2 separate regions of the Rattus norvegicus genome follow, and region 2 is linked to region 1. Evidence: chromatin contacts called from public Hi-C data. All regions are on one chromosome and are shown on one strand. Each heading gives the region's core, a stretch centred on a gene start, on an enhancer-like site or on the middle of the called end of the contact. The rest is flanking DNA. Distances are from core to core; before and after follow the strand shown. Region 1 overlaps Bnc2 (basonuclin zinc finger protein 2). Region 2 has its middle 140 kb from the start of Bnc2.

The links. Hi-C and Micro-C count contacts between places; a contact is called where the count stands out from the background.
Region 2: a Hi-C map of the A7r5 cell line shows a contact between it and region 1, with 5 times the contacts expected there. The contact joins two enhancer-like sites. A contact is called at or near these places in 2 of 12 Hi-C or Micro-C datasets (the A7r5 cell line and the Rat2 cell line).

What each region holds. Positions count from the first base shown.
Region 1 is chr5:103,996,253-104,001,641 of GRCr8, reverse strand. Bnc2 (basonuclin zinc finger protein 2) reads left to right here. Exons shown (of 7, transcript NM_001106666.2): 3 at 2,431-2,631. Among named protein-coding and RNA genes, the nearest start is that of Bnc2, 63 kb to the left of the region's middle. Within about 2 kb of position 3,156, at least 23 of the 93 cell types and tissues checked have an H3K27ac peak or open chromatin away from gene starts, as enhancers often do. A contact at or near this core is called in the A7r5 cell line, where this site is marked.
Region 2 is chr5:104,202,669-104,208,057 of GRCr8, reverse strand. No RefSeq gene overlaps it. Among named protein-coding and RNA genes, the nearest start is that of Bnc2, 140 kb to the right of the region's middle. Within about 2 kb of position 3,242, at least 3 of the 93 cell types and tissues checked have an H3K27ac peak or open chromatin away from gene starts, as enhancers often do. A contact at or near this core is called in the A7r5 cell line, where this site is marked.

The DNA of each region.
Region 1 (5,389 bases), core at 1,907-4,406:
GGCTCGCGTTGAGCACATTTCTCAGTTTTGCCCTAATGAGTTGCAACACTGATAATGTGGCTGATGATCTTTCATTGATTTCACTATCACTTGCTTGTCTGGTAATTGATCCGTTGCTGAGCCTCTAGTTAATTATATCGGCTTTGACATGGCCCGATCCATGGGGAATTTCAAGTCTTGCAGAATAACAGTTTTAATAAAAGAGTCTATTACTGCAGGTGCTTGCTGCTGCATGCCAGTTGATTTTTGTGGGGGGTGTGTGTGTGTGTGTGTGTGTGTGTGTGTGTGTGTGCATGCCCACGCCCACATGTGAGGGGGTTGGGGGGAATACCTGGGAAAGAAGAGAATCTTACAACTGAGAGAAAGGGGTGGGGCTGGAAAAATAGGAAGAGGCTGTGAGGGAGCTTGGGGAAGGAGGGGAAGGACAGGGAGAGAGGGAGAGGGAGCAGAAGAGGAGAGAGAACACGCAGGCAGGGAGATACAACAGTGCTTGAGTGGAGAGAGGAGGAAGCTTGCTATTGACAGTGTCCTTAAGCCTCCCACAAATAACAGCCATTAGTGGGGAGGTCAGGAGCTGAGCAGGCAGCTTGACTGAGGCACTGAGAGCCACTTCAGAAATCAAGAGGCTAGCAAATTTTAGAGGGAGTTAAGTGGGTAATAGTGTAAAGGTACAGTCACCGTTGACAATTGACTCACAGGGGCTTTTCCCGCCCTCCCCCGCCAAAGAATATTTTTATTGACCACAGGTGGACTTAATATATTTTAAGGCAACAATTCTTTGGGTTCTTGTATGTCTCCTTTCAGATATTGAATTTGCTTCTTTTGAGACTTTTTTGTGCTTAATGGTGGTGAACTGGAGGGAAGTTTAACAGAAAAGCTTTCAGGAGATGTCAGTTCTAGAAGGGAAGGCACATTTGTGTCAACATAGTGTACGTTTGCTCATCTTTTCTCATTGTCCACTAATGACACGGGCTGCCATCGAAACGCTTTTCTGTTTCTTTTGTTGTTTCTGAGAGGAAGGTTTATTGTTATTCTTTAGTTAAGAAGGAGCAAGCAGAGTGCTACATTTGTCCTCAGTGTTTGTAAGTGGCTGAAGATTAATGTGCCTTACATTTTAAGTTTAGGAAGGATGGCTTTTTCCTGCTGACTCCTTTTATGAGATAGCATGAATTTAGCTTTCCATTTTGAAGTTACAGTGTTTATGTACAGTGGATTTTGTTCAGTTCTGCCTTTCCATAAATAAGGAAGATAAATACTATCTAATAAATGGTTGTTTTGTTTTAAAACTGGTCTAATTAAAAATATGACCTGCTATCAAGGTTATATTTCACAAGGCAAGGAAATATTATAGAATTTTCCATAGAGATCCTGAATGAAAAATGGAGTTTTTATATGCATTACTTTTTGCCTGAAATAAGACAGGCTTCCTTTTTTTCTTCCTCTTTTGCCCTGTTTTATGATGTAAAAGGTTGATGTAGATGCCTTACCTGAGAACTTTAACAAAGGATTTTATTCTGCTTGTGAGCTTTAAGAAAAGGTATTCATTTTTTCGTCTCCGCCTTCAGTGTCTCTTTATTTAACCTTCGGTTTGGTAGTTAATGGCCTGAGGTGCTGGATATTAAGTGGTATATGTTTATTTTTGCATATGTTTACTGTACATCTTCCATGTTTAACTGGTAGCTTTGCTTGTTCACCCTTTAGAATAGAAGGTCAAATCTCTGTATATTATTTTCTCTATGAGTTTATATGTGGTTATAAATAGCCTAGCATTACGGTGTGACTTGTGGCAGCTAATATTAAAAAAAAACAAAAAAGCAAACACTGAGCAAACTTTATGTTCTCCTCCAGATGAATACTTCACTCGCTTCCAGTGTAATTAAAAAATATTTAAGTCTCATAGTTTTACAAGTGTTTAAAGGAAAGACTGGTGCTGGATATAACATGTTACAGCAGAAAGCATTGTTGGGGAAAATTTCCAGGGAAGGGCCCTGGCTCTCCCTGGCCTTGTGGACAGTGTCCGTGGCATTTCGTGGAGTACGCATGAGTGTGTATCTATCTGTGTATCTGGAGAGGGGTTCGTGCAGGGTGTCATTTGGTGCCTGACAGTGGAACAGTGCAGTTGACTCCTAGCTCTGCTATCCAATGACATGCAGTGGCTGAGGGTTTGAAGCTGATGGTTGGGTCTCCAGTGCTGCCCGCACACCTGACAGGCAGCTGTTAAACCGAGCAAAGGCAAGCTAGGGGAGTCACAATCTATGCATAAATGATAGGGATATCTGTGCAGAAGGTGCGAAGGAAGCTCTGACCCCCCTCCCTCCCCCAGATCTCCCCCTTCCCAAATGAAATGCACAGTTCAGCCAGCTTCTTAACTACACTATACTCCTGCTCCTGGCTGCCAAGAAGCTCAAAAAATCCACCTTCACTTTTCAGTCAGAAGAGGCAGAAGTGGATGTGAGAGAAAGAGACACACAGAGAGACAGAGAGCCAAAGAGGGCAAGAGACTTGACTTTAAGAGACTCCTGTACTGACAACTCCATGCAGTTCGGAACCAGAACGACTGCGGCTGAACCAGGGTTCATGGGGACATGGCAAAACGCTGATACTAACCTCTTATTCAGAATGTCCCAACAGGTAAGTTACTTTCATTTTTTTAAAAAAAAAGAAATCTCGAGTTGTTATTTGCCCTTTTCTTCCTGCTACTTTTCTTTCTAAATGTTTTTGAAATTTAAAAATATATATATTGTGATTTCTGTGTTACTGGAATGTGCAGTGTTACTTCATGGCTTCCCCAAGGGCTCCTTAAGGAAAAGGGGGAAAGGACATCGAAGTTAGAGAAAGCAAAGGCATTTGTTGCAAAGTTTCACCCTGTGCAGCCTGGGTCCTGCGAAGCCTTAATTTATTTCTTTGTTTCCCGCTAAAAAGAGAAAAAGCCAATACTTAACAAATGTATCTTTGTGAAAGACTTAGTCAAAGTGTCTGCTGTCTCTAAGTAGGTCTTGCAACGAACAGTCAGAAAGCGCGGGCCCCTCACAGCAGCGGGTCTGACTTCTGGTGTCTGGAGCAGCTGGACTCAGACCTGAGCGAGGCTATGCAGGCTTCCCTGCCGGCCGGGTCAACCCGAAGGGCGGCAGGCTGCGCTCCCGCTTGCTCTCGGCCTCCGTTCCGGTTCTCGGTGGCTTCACTCTCCCCGTGCTCCCCTGGCCGCGGCGCAGCCGCTCGGCTCGCCACCCGCCAGCCGCCCGCCGCCCGGCGCGGTGCACTCACACTCGGCGCGGCCCCTGTGTTCTCCCAGAGCCGCTTCTCGCTCAGCCGCCGCCGGCAGCTCGGCTGCTACCCTGCCGGGAGAGCCGCCCGGAGAGCGCCAGGCCAGCGGACGGATAATTAATCACCCGCAGCCGTCCGTACCAAGCGCTCGGTGATTTGCGCCCTGCGCGCCCGGCTCCTCTTGCACAATTGCTGGCTCTGCGGCTCCGCGGGGGAGCGAGGGTAAGAGGAAGCGAAGGGGAAACAACCCAGAAACTTTCCTCTTGGACTGTGCTCAAGTGAGGGAGGGAAGTTCCCTGGTGCCTCCCTCCCAGACACGTCTTGCTTTTCAGAAGCCTACCCCAAACCCATACAAAGCAAGAGTTAGTTTATCATCCACGCAGCACCAAAGTAGTACTGACAAATGCGCTAGGATGTTAAGTAGATGGCGGCTGTTTAAAAAAATGGTCTTGCCCCACTCCCTTAAAATACTGCAACTGCTATTTAAGCTTTTTGTATGTAAGAGTTCGCGGAAATTGAATACTTTGGCGTGGATTTTCAAATGTTTGGTAACGAAATAAAGAAAACAATTTTCAAGGCTGTAAACTGTCACAAGTTTAGGAATAACATTTGCCAAAGAGAGTGCATAAAGCCCGGCTCTTGTAACATTTAATTGGTAAACAGTTTTATCAACCAGTTTTAGATAGGAGAAATGTATTTGAATAAGGTGTATTTTGACATCCTGTAGAGGGACCCTGATAACTGCTGATCCAGTAAGCTGGGATTTAAATGCAATCAACATAAACCCAGTAAGCAACTCTTTATGTGCGATCCTTTTTTTTTTTTCCTGAAAAGTCCCTTTCATGTCTGACAGAGATGCTTCTTGTCTCTGCCAAACGCTTTGCTAGGTGTTTTTCTGAAGCACTTTTCTGTCTGGGTGACTCTCTCTCTTGTGGTTGGAACACGGTGTGTTTTCACTGACCTTAGTACCTAATAACTTGTGTCCCACTTTAAAATTTAGATACTACCAATCCTGGTTTTCCTTGAGTTAGCGGAGTGTGTGTGTACATGTATGCTTTGAAAGGTTAGATTGCATTTTTTTCCCTCTAGTGAAAAAAGAGTTAATAAAACAGATAGAGATAATGATCAATTGATAAATGGCTATTGAACCACATAGATGGTGTTAGATTGCTGCTTTGGCACTAGCCCATTTCCAAGTAGATTTGCATCTAAGGAGACTTTTAACTGGTGGAAAACATTTAGGATTAAAAGAAATAAAAGCAAATTACACAAAAAATAGGTCAGGATTAGGAAAATAATTTAAATTTCTTATAGAGAAACTTGTATGATCATCGAGGTGTTTTCTGTGTGCCTGCTGGGTACATACAAAGATCTGTTTTGTATGTACCTGTATGAATGCATGCATGTGGTGAGCATCAGTGCCTGTGAGGAGAATAAAGACACAGGCTAATGAACAGGTTATGACACAGGGCACTGTGACAAAGCATGAAAACCACAATCTTAAAAAGTATTGCGATTACACCATTTTACTGCAGTTCCTTTATTAATTTTTGTTGTCGTTAGGGATGCTTAGCCTCCCATTTACTTTCACAGTCACTAAATATTTACCTTTTGTGCCTCTTGGAAGTCATATGAAAGGGGGTATGTGTTTACGTGTGTATGTGTGTGTGTGTGTGTGTGTGTGTGCACGCGCATGCGCACGCACTTTTATTTCTCTTTCAAGATGCCATTTCAGATTGTGTAGTCTTAAATTCAAATCTGTCTACATATAAAAGTCTGCACTCTGCATGCTTAATGTGTTTGTTTTCCTTATGTGTAGGGATCAGCAGTGCTGGTTCAGAGTATGTGAGTGGGAGAAAGTGTATGCATATGTGTGTGTGTGTGTATGTGTGTGTGTGTGTGTGTACATATGTATGTGTGATAGTTCCTGGAATGCTCTCTCTTAAAGTCAACAATTATGAGGAATCATAGTTTCAATACCTGCATTAAGCAAGCTTTTGCTAAAGATAAAAAAGTTTCTCCAATTTAATCAAGTATGCAGAATTCTATATATCTAATTTTTTAGGCTAGAAACGGCTTTTCTGCTTGATTATTTTAATCTCTTAAAAATTGCTCATGGGGTGAA
Region 2 (5,389 bases), core at 1,993-4,492, 210 kb before region 1:
ACTGGAGGAAGAGCCGGCACCTCAGGGAGCCAGGGCCTGGGTTTGTCTTTTAATGTTGTTGTTATACAGTTTACTGCATAAGTGACTGAAGTGATAGTAATAACAATGTAGGGACCATTCGACTGCTGTGTGTGCTGTATTTCTGTGATACTCACTTTTCTGAACTGCACACACATCTGCAACAATTCTTTACTTAATGAACAGACAGTGGTGAATGAAAATGAAAGGTTTTTCAAATGGATACATTTTTTTCTTAATTCATCATGTTTAAAAGCACTCTTCATTGTCTGTTTATTAAAATATCATCTAAGCATCCTTAGAACAAACTTTTTTCCAGATTTCTTTTTATGTTTCAAAACTGAAATTTTAATATGCTATTACTACGAAAGTCAGAAAAACTTAGGGAATTTAATGATATTAAGTATCATTAATATTAAAAATAAATATTAAACAGGTATATATTATTTTAAAGTTATATAGTTTATTGTTTTACTGAACGTTTGGCTACATGTTTAAGGTATAACTGAAAATGTATAAATTAGTATAACTCATTAGTGATTTTACTTTTATTAATGATTTTTGATACTATACTATAATTATACTATTTCTCTTTGCTCTTTACTCTCTCCCTCCAAACCATTCCACTTACCCCTTTGTGCTCTTTCAAATTAATGATTTTTCATTAAATTGTATTGCATGACTACATGGAAACATATTTATTCCCAAATAGAACCTGTTCAATTCATATAATTTTGCTTGTTGGTATGTTTCCAAGGCTGGCCGTTTGGTTCAGAGAGCCAGTGAGTGTGCTGCTCTCTGGGGAAGACCGTTTCTCCATTCTCTCATTCCTCGGTTGCCTGTTGGTCTTTGTGGAGTGGTGAGCCCTCATGGTCTTTTCCCTGTTCACTTTGGCACCTCCATTGGTGCTGCCCTTCTTCAGAGCACATCCGGGCAGCCGTCATCGTGAGGTTTTCATGGATTAGCTTCTGAAATTCATAGGAGACATGACCTCACGGCCGTCCCCAATCCTCTGGCTCTCAGCATGGTTTTGCCCTCTCTTCTACAATCTTTAGCTATGGGGGTGTTTGGTAGATGTATTTGTCAGGACTGAGCTCCACAGTTTTACATTTTGATGGGTTGTGGTCCCTGTCTGTTGCAAAGAGAAGTTTCCTTGAGGAGGGGTGAAGACCACACCATCTAGAAGGTATAAAGACACATTTTTAGATTGTGGGGATTACTGGTTTAGTAAAATAGTATTTGATGGTTCCCCTCTAATAGACACATGACTTCATTAGCCCAGGGTATTCCAATACCAAAACTGGTTAGAAAAATGTTAGTTACCAACGTACGTATGCCACTACTGTACCCTTTCTGGTTATCAAGCCATGCTGATAGATGATGTGGTTCATACACCGCAGTAGTGCAAGACGACTGGTTGCTTCTCTCCCTTGGAGACTGTGTGACACCTACTGGTATCATTAGAGCTAGTCCTCAGAGCTGAGAACTTCAGTTCAGATCCAGCTCAGCGGTGGCTAGGCCCTGTTTCTGAAATGCATGGTGTCTTCAACAGTAGGTTTTTCTATTTCTGAGAGGCAACCAAGAGCAGTAGCAATTGGCTGTATGTTTCAGGACTCGCTAGGACAGCCTTGCAAACAACTTCAAACAAGATATCTCAAGTCTGGTATTGGGCTTTTTCTTAGATGATCTTATCCCAGATGAGAAAACTTTATTTTAAAACTATATATATGAGAATATTAGGGTTCTTTTTTTAGATAAACAAAATGTCGTTATGTTTTTTTCAGACAGCATTATTGTTATTTAGGTAATTTTTATTAGTATATAAGAAGCGATGGTTAACGTAATGTTAATAGTTGCCTTTTAAAACATTTATTTATTCATTTATTTATTTATATAGTATATGTTTGAATGTTTTGGCTGCATATATGTTTGTGTACCTAATGCATGCCTGGTGTCTTCAGTGGTCAGAAGAGGGTATTGGATCCCAGGAACTGAAATTACAGATGACTGTATGTTGTGGTGTGAGTGCTGGGAATAGAGCAGGGTCTTCTGGAAGAACAGCCAATGCTTTTATCAGGTGAGCTATCTCACCAGCCACCAGTATTAATACTTTCACAGTCTATGAAGACAGCTTTTCAGAGATGTCTATGCTATACTTCTTGGCCTAATACACAAAACACTATAATGAAATGAGTTCCTTGAAGGTATAAATAATGATACATTTATCTTTGTGTCTCCAGTGTCTACAACATAGAATATGCTTAAGAAATGCTCGTTATATGATTTCAGTGAACACCAATTTGACCTTATTCTTTTTTTTTTGTATTTGTATCTGTTTTTGAAGCAAGGTTGTAAAGACAAAACACAGCTACAAATAGCCAAAAATTCACGAACCCCTCTGCATTTATATATTATGTGTGGCATTTGTGAAGAAGTCAGCATTTGTTTGTTTTTGTTTGTTTTTTCCTTCCACCATATGAGTTCTAGACAGTTCAAATTCAGGTATTATTGGCACACCGGTGGCAAATGCCTTTATCCAGTGGGCTATCTTATTGGCCCCTGAAGTATTACTTCATGTCAGGTACTTGACATCAAAGAGATCACAAAGGTAACCTACCTGTATGAAATGACTACCTCTATTGCAATTTTGTATAAGGTGAAACTAATGTTTAGAGAAGGGGAAAGATTACAGGAAGTCACATAGAACACTCGACAAAACAGGACTATAAACTCAGATTCTCAAGTCTATAGCTCTATATTTTCTATCCCTTCTCTAAAAATACCAATAAATGTCACTAAACACACACCATATAACAGCATGCATGGTTCTAGACACCAGACACAGCACCAAGTAAAACAGTTTCTGACCCTGGACATTCACATTCTTGTGGAGGGGAAGTAAATTCGGTCCGTATTTCAATCCTGCAGTTACTTGAGCACATTGCTAAAGTACACGCCATCTACATTCTTGTAGGATGGAATCAGATTTATAGTTCAAACTTGGTCCCTATTTAAATACTGAAGTCAGTTGAGCGCTTCAACTGAAATATGTGTCACATGCATCACATGAGACGCGCGTTGTCCAAAACTCGGAAATTGGGGGTTGTGAACACAGCGGCAGTGAACAAGAGGAATGGCATTGCAGTCAGTATTTCCTGAGGTCACGGAGGGTCTCCAGCACCGCCTGGATTGTTTTGCTCTCCTTAGGTAAGATGAGAAGCAGAGCAATCATATAGCCTGACTCACACTTGAATACTGCAGGAAGGGAGCAAAGAGTAAGAACGATCTCAGCAAGTTTTCCTTTGTGTAACACAGACAGAAACAGAAAGGAAGCAGGAGCTAGAGTGTGGAGTGTGGGGTGTGGGAGTGAGAGATACTTGGATCCTGCAGATGGCTTGACTGGAGTGCCCGGAGATCTTCTATAGTTACGTTTCCTGGTGACTGAGAATTCATCTTACGATAAATTCTGAACATCATGCCTAATATCCCACGCATACTTAATAAAAATACTACCAACATCTACTGCCCAGAAGAAGATAGGAAGCAAATAAGCAAATACAGACAAGGCAGACCACATTTCTTGCTTAGCCCAGAACCCTGTGGGCTGAGAAGGCTGTCATGACCAGTGAGCACACTGCTATACCAAGGCTCTCCTTCTGTGCTTCAGGCTATGGGTGGGCTTGGAATGAAGAGAAGGACAGCAAAGAAAAGGGAGAGTGTGAAATGCAAGACTTCTGAGAAGCCCTGTGTGCTCCAAAAAGTGAGTGTAGGAGCTGCTGTGCCCCTGGACAGTTCCACATAGTCACAGTTGACACAAACAGAAAACTCAGACCCAGTTTGCTCTGAGAGGCTTCACCAGGGAAACACTTGAAGAGTCATTTATAAGAGGCCAAAAATGAAGGACCAGAGGCTTGGCGTATACAGAGGAGGTGTGGCGTATAAGGATGCTTGTCGGACACTTTTATTTTTGTAGACTGTTGAACCTGGCCTCACTATCAGGGTTTTTGTTTTCCTGCTTTTGTTTTTAACTATAATACTGTTTTGGGTGAAATGTTTGGTTTCTTATTTACCCTGTATTATTTCTTATCTAATGATAGGATAATCAATTTATTGATAGAAAGCATTTATTAATAAAATAATAAAAATCATTTTTATTCTATGTTGACTTATTAGATAGATTTTAAATTATAAAAATAACATAAACTTACACTAAAAGTTATGCAAATAAATAATTGCAGACTGTAAACACATTGCCCTATCTTGCAATCTCTACCCAATGTTTCTCTCAAGTTACTGCTTTTTGTGTAGCCTATCGAGACTCTTCTATGTACACACAGATACACGTGTATGAGCATGATTTCTAAAACTGGTACCTTAACAAAATGAATGAAGGTGACAGTCTATTCCTTTAACAGTACCTTACAGTTTACTTACAACAATGGGCCTCAAGGAAAGGAAGGCTTCTTAAAAGCAAGATTAAGGTCAAATTATATAAAATCAGACCTACATTTGTTAGGACATAGTCTTAAAAAGAAAACAAATATATATATTTAAGATGTGGATTTTATTTCTACCCATGTGAGTTTCACAAAAGGAGATCTCAGACATGGCTGGCAGTTGGGGTTGATAAATCATGTGGTATCTCAATAGAGTATCTTCCCTCATTTACTGAATTTTTACAGATTTCTCTTTTTGGTTGCTGTTTTGCCATTTCCAACAATGAAGCCAATGTTTTTGTCCATGTTGGGAGACCACTGAACCGAGTGGCTACAGTGAATCTTATAAAAAAAAAAAACCCAAAAAACCAACCAAACAACAACAACAAAAAAAAGTATACAAAAATACCTCCAGGCTTTACCACTGCTTGAAAAGCCTCTAAGGTTCCTGGGATTGAACCTGGGCACTCCAGTATTGCTAAGCCAAGTACTCCCCCACCCTGAAACCATAGGATGGCCCCCCTTTACATTTTAAGACAGAGTTTTACCAAGTCACTCAGGCTAGCCTTGAACTTGCATCCTCTAGAGGGCAGGGTATTAGAGGCCCGCATCACCAGGTCTGGCTTCAAGTTATTTTCTTGTCATCAGTATTACCATTTGTTTAAGATTTTCAGTCAGATCCGCACTGTAAGTCAGATGAGCAAAGTGGAATATTTACTAGTAGAGTCGCCAATCAACATTCCCACTGTTGCTCATCCAACAGCGGGGAAATAAATCGTACGTTTCCAACCCTCATCTCTTGAATTAATGTTATAACCTGTCTTCTCCTAGACTTCGTTTTTTCTGTAACAGTTCTATTAATTTTTCTGTAAAGTTCCTCTTTATGTTCTTGGTTACTTTAATAACTGAATTACTTTTTCATATTCATTCACATG